Linked DNA regions of Capsicum annuum: region 1 is linked to region 2. Evidence: chromatin contacts called from public Hi-C data. All regions are on one chromosome and are shown on one strand. Each heading gives the region's core, a stretch centred on a gene start, on an enhancer-like site or on the middle of the called end of the contact. The rest is flanking DNA. Distances are from core to core; before and after follow the strand shown. Region 1 holds the start of LOC107842987 (dolichyl-diphosphooligosaccharide--protein glycosyltransferase subunit 4A). Region 2 overlaps LOC107842982 (kinetochore-associated protein KNL-2 homolog).

Region 1 (2,933 bases), core at 195-2,694, 180 kb after region 2:
TAAAATAAATTTCTAATGAATATTTTCTTAGAATTTATGTTGGGTCAATATGTATCGAGTTAAAAAGAAATTAAAAAAATATATAGTAAAATTTTATTATTGTGAAAGATAAATACAATGCACTATCCAATAAAGTTTAATAATATCATATTTTGCATATGCAAATATAGCATCCCGTATTTAATTAATATACTATTTCGGTGAATTGTCGATGATCACTATTAGATTTGATAAAATTATATTAATTTTATAGTTAACATAATCAGTCGCTCTTAATTAATTATTATGAGTCATCTAGGTATTAAGAAAATAAATAATATTTAATGAAAAATAAAATAGACATAAAATGCGAAATTTACTATTAATGTTTTAAATTAAATTTTCGTCTTTCGAACAATGATTTTACTATATCACTCCTTATTATAAGTCATTTATGTATTAGAAAAATAAGAATAACAAAATGATATGTCATCATAAAATATTTGATTGACTATCACAATTATATTAGTGCCACATAAATTGGGACGGGACAGAAGAAGATATAAAACAACATATATTATTTGAAAATGAAATAAAAAGTACTGTAAATAATAATAATTAACAAAAAAAATTAAAAATTTCTTGATTTCTGCTTCAGCTGCTTCAGTCGTGATTTTACTATATCACCCTAATTAGTTATTCTGGTCATTTAAGCATTGTGGCACATAAGTTGAGATAGAAAAAATATTATAAATCACAATGACAAAAAATTTAAATTATTTTAAAAATATAATTAGCTATGATTGACATAAAAACTCTGGACAAGGAGAGTAGCATATATTATTCAAAAATTACTTAAAAAGTATAATAAATTACAATTGTTAACAACTTAAAATATCTAAAAAAAATTAATATGTTATATATTTTTAAAAAATTACATGAAAAATACTAGAAATCACAATAATCAACAACTTAAAAAATTTAAAAGATATAAAATATTTAGTTGGCTCTTGAAATTATATTAGTATCATTGAAATTGGAATAGAAGAAAAGTATTATAAATCACAATAATTAAAAACTTAAATTATTTTTAAAATATAATTGACTATTAATGCCACAAAAATTTGGACAAGAAAAGTAACGTATATTAATTTGAAAAATACATAAAAAAAATTATAAATTACAATAGTTAACAACTTAAATTATCTAAATATATTAAAATAACATATGTTGAACTAATGCAAGATTCCGGATGAATTTTAGAAAACATATGTAATCCTTTTATTAAATTTTTTTATTTAAATATATATAAAGATTGAAAAAATAAATAAATATTTTAATGTTGGACCCGTGCTGATACGGGACATCATTCACTAATATATAAAGATAAATTAGTAGTACTACCAAACGTTTATATATTAGTGGAATAAAAAACGATAAAGTGGACTTTACTATCTGTCATATGGGTTAAAGGAACAATAAACGATACTTCGGCAACCAATAGTGTGGCTATAGTTTAGTGGTGAGAATTTCGAATCCCAGCCAGCCACACTCATTTTCTCCCTTCTTATTTTCAAACTCACGATATTCCCAAAACGACATCGTATAACAACCAACCCCCTAAGTAGGTTAAATAGCTCCAAAAAATCCGATCTAGTCATTCTCTCGAACATCGTAGCTCGCTCTTTTGGGTACTTCGAATTCTATACCTACCAATTTTCCGTTTGGTATCACTGTAAGTTTCTACTAAAAATCATCCTTGCATTATTCGATTTCATTGTGGAATCCGTTTTTATCCAAGAAAAACTAAGTCAGTTTATTATTATTATTTTGAAAAAAAAATTTCGGGTCAAAATCTTGAATTTCGTAGGTGATTTAATTGTTATTTTGTGGAATGAATGTTTGATCTGTTGCTTGCTGTTGTTTTTGGATTGTTATACCTGAGTGAATTAATTATGGTAATCCCGGTAATTTATGAATGACGTATATTTTATCAGAATGTGTTGGGGGAAAAAGAGAATTGTTCCTTCATTTTTCTTAATAACAAGCGAATTATGTTGAATAACTAGATTATGGATGATTATGAAAGTTGCTGCCACATGAGCAGGAGGTCACGGGTGGGTGGGTGGGTTGAGGCTGTGAAAACAACCTCTTGTAGAAATGCTGGGTATGACTGTGTTGTACGATAGATCCTTGTGGTCCGATTCTTCCTCGAACCCCGCGATTAGAGGGTGCTTTAATTCACCAAGATGCCCTTTTTTCAAATTAAACTGTGGATGGAGGCTATCAGTGGCGGATCGAGGATTTAAGGATCGTGGGTGCTCGGGCGGTTCGAACACATATATTGACGTTGAGGTTATGCCTGAAAACAAAAGCATCCTGGTATCTTCTTTGTTAATACGATGCTTTTCTAAATCTTATACCAATTTTTATATTTTTCTGTGTCGAATTTAATGAGTGCCGGAGCACCAAATATTTGGCTATAGGTCCTCCCCTGAAGGCTATGAAGATAAATCAAATAAAATTTGAGATTCTATATTGCTCAAGGATCCTCGAGCCTAGAGAGGGATCCAGGATTTGAAAGTTTCGTTGCCACACTGCTTTGAAGAATAGTGTACATTGCGTTCGGCCTAATCTATATCAATGTTTAAAGAGAATAAGTATAATTTAACATCCATTATATGCGCACGGAAGAGCTTCGCTCACTCGTTTATGTCTTTATGAGCTTTATTGGAGGTCGAGGGTCCAAACTTGGCTGTGAACCATTTTTTAGAAATAAATTGAAAAAAATAGCTTAAATGGAACACACACTGTGGGATTTGAACACATCCACAAGAACAAAAGCTTGGCATTCCACCTGTGGCACTACGTGCCTCATTGTTTGTGGGTGCCAAGACAAAGCTTTATATATTTCCTATACATACATACATATACGAAGTTTCAAACAAGACTTC
Region 2 (2,969 bases), core at 338-2,837:
GCTTTACATGTACTTGGTATCAATGCAGACTTAGCTAAAGATAGGTACAATGGAAGAAGAAGATCAATATAGGTGATATCCACTAGTTGATGATAGGGTTTAGACTTGTTAGAGAGCTTCTACTATTATAATCTATTTCTATTTGTATATCTGAGTTATTTTTCACTTTTATGTTATTTAGTATGATATGTGACATGTTATGAGCTTGCATGAAGTGGGGATTCATATAACCCCAACTTGCTGGGACTGAGGTGTAGTCAGGGCCTCAGGGATGAATTTGCATACAAAAATGCGGCACGTGGACCCGTGGCCTCTTCGTAAAACTAGATATTTTATGTATATATTTTATAAAGTTAGTATAATATTCCCTGTTGGCACCTATGTTACAAGAAGACTAAATGGTGCACTTGGTTAAAGGTTGAGTTATTTACTTGGAGGACTAAGGATCAATTCCCACTAAATACATTTTTTTCCTTCTTTTTTAGGTGGTGCACCTATGTTCTAGAAATGCTAGAATCCCCTCTGGGTGTAGCAGTAGTTGTGGTGCTTTTCGTGCCAGTTGCTTATGTATCTAATGGATGTTTATGTTTATGCCTGTGCCAGTGAGTAGATCCGAACCATCAAGAAAGAGACGCTAACACAGATGAGAGTTCAAGCTCGTATTGTCTAGTGGAAATGTAAGGTATGTGAGTATTTACCATTAACATCTGGGATCAGACGATCATTTCAAAACAATCTAAGAGTCTAGGATGATAGTTTTCTTTTAGTGGATGAGGGGAGAAGGATTATGAGATAGTTAACCAGAAAGTTGCTTAAAATTCGGTGCATCTTTTATATCTCTGGTTATGCTTTCGGTTAAAGGGGATATTGATCTTGCTAATAAAAAACAAAGAGAGCAACTGACATAGACAAGACCTTATCAGGTCTGTGTTTGGTTTCAAAGAATTCAACTAATTATTAGTACTGCACCACTCACAAGATTTTTTACTAGTCCTCTGTGTATGGATCGTCGTGATGCACATAATCAAGATTTTGAAGAAAATGACTCTGAACTTAAAACTAAAAAGCGAAAAAAGAACTTCTACTTTTATTTAGTTTCCGTTATTTCCTCTGTTCCACTGTTTGTTCAGCCGAGGGTCTTTGTGAAACCACCTCTCTACCTTATCAAAGGTAAAGGTAAGGTCTGCATACACTCTACCCTCCCCAGTCCCTACTTGTGGGATTACACCGGGTTTGTTTAGTTGTTTACTTTTATTTAGTTTCCCTTTCATAATCGAAGTCATGGAACTCTTACCCAACTCTCTTTTTAATTTTTTTGTTCAGGAATTTAATGGGGAGGCATAAGAAGCAGTGGTATTTTTGTACAAAAATGTGTAAAGGGTCTACTAATGCCATTTTGGATTCATATTTACTAGACAGATACCTCTTTTGGTTCTTAGAACAACTGCAAGCTGTTATGCTAAACTGATCAGTAAAAGCGTTATTTCTTTTTTCTATATTCTATATTAGCTTAATTGTTCAATGGCTTTGTTCAATGGATACCTCTTTTGGTTCTTAGAACAACAGCAAGCTGTTATGTTAAACTGATTAGTAAAAGAGATGTTTCTTTTTTCTATATTCTATATTAGCTTAATTGTTCAATGGCTTGTCTTTTTTAACTCATTTATGCTGCTATATGTTAATATATAAGTGTTTCCAACATAATTTAATTCATGGAAAATAAACTTCAACCACAAATAAAAATATGAAGAAACAACAATTTGTATTGATAAACGATGTGAGTGCAAATTTGTTCCTCCCTTGATTCTTCTCTCGATTTCCTCCGTAATTCGATGGCCGTTAGTGACGTATTTCTCAAACATAGGATGATTTCTTTATGAATATCTCATGAGTTTGTGGGATATTGGAGATCCCGATCTTTTTACGAATACCCATCGGTTTATGGGATATTCAAGATGTCTGTTTTTGGGAATATGTTACCCTTTAAATAGGCGAGATTTAGGGTAAAGTAGCCTTTTAGAACTCTAACAGAATTTGAATTTTTATTGAAGAGTTTCACAAATTTTAGATGTCTACAAATGCCTCCTACTTCAAAGCTTGTCGAAGTGTAGATTCGATGACGAGTCTTGAAGTACCAATAGAACTTCCATCTTTATGCGGCGGCTACAAATTTGTAGATCTGATTTATGAGAGAAGAGATGAAGGGCAGATTTGGTTCCACTGGGCGTGCCAATTTGTTTCCAACAGAATTTAATTCATGAAAAATAAATTTCAACTACAAATAAAAATATGAAGAAACAACAATTTGTATTGATAAACAATGTGGGTACAAATTTGTTCCTCCTTTGATTCTTTTATCGATTTTCTCCGTAATTTGAGGACCATTAATGACGTATTTCTCAAACATAGGATGATTTCTTTATGAATATCCCATGATTTTGTGGGATATTGGATATCCCGATTTTTTTACGAATACCCATATTTAAGATGCCCGTTTTAGGGAATATGTTACTCTTTAAATAGGCGAGATTTAGAGTAAAATAGCCTCCTAAAACTCTAACAGAATTTAGATTCGACTGTATGGTGGTACCTGATAGTAATGCTGGCACAAAGTTGTAAGTCTACAAATGATTTAATTCACCTCTTTGAAACAATACATAAAAAGAAAATCAGTCATTTTTTTGAAATCTGTCATGGTCTATCGGAAAACACCTCTTTACCTTCACAAGAAGGGATAATGTCTGTGTACATACCATACACTCTCCACATTCCCCTAGTGACATTACACTGGATATGTAGTTATTGCAAGTGTTAGTCGACACTGAAATTGAAAGTAGAGTGTACATGGATTCATGACATATAATTAAGGAAAAATTACAGAAAATAGTTTACTTAAGACTATAATTACAATAAATAGCAATACTTTTGTAAAATTACAGTTTATAGCAAGAGTAACATTATTTTAGTCA

The links. Hi-C and Micro-C count contacts between places; a contact is called where the count stands out from the background.
Region 1: a Hi-C map of leaf shows a contact between it and region 2, with 2.7 times the contacts expected there. The contact joins the promoter of LOC107842987 here to the enhancer-like site in region 2. A contact is called at or near these places in 2 of 5 Hi-C or Micro-C datasets (leaf and placenta).

Annotation. Positions count from the first base shown.
Region 1 is chr9:24,287,737-24,290,669 of UCD10Xv1.1, forward strand. It overlaps LOC107842987 (dolichyl-diphosphooligosaccharide--protein glycosyltransferase subunit 4A), which reads left to right and starts at 1,445. Exons shown (of 2, transcript XM_016687103.2): 1 at 1,445-1,714.
Region 2 is chr9:24,111,449-24,114,417 of UCD10Xv1.1, forward strand. LOC107842982 (kinetochore-associated protein KNL-2 homolog) reads left to right here. Exons shown (of 8, transcript XM_047396165.1): 7 at 604-677; 8 at 1,324-1,615. The coding sequence ends at 638. Among protein-coding and RNA genes, the nearest start is that of LOC107842982, 13 kb to the left of the region's middle. Within about 2 kb of position 1,588, at least 2 of the 5 cell types and tissues checked have an H3K27ac peak or open chromatin away from gene starts, as enhancers often do. A contact at or near this core is called in leaf, where this site is marked.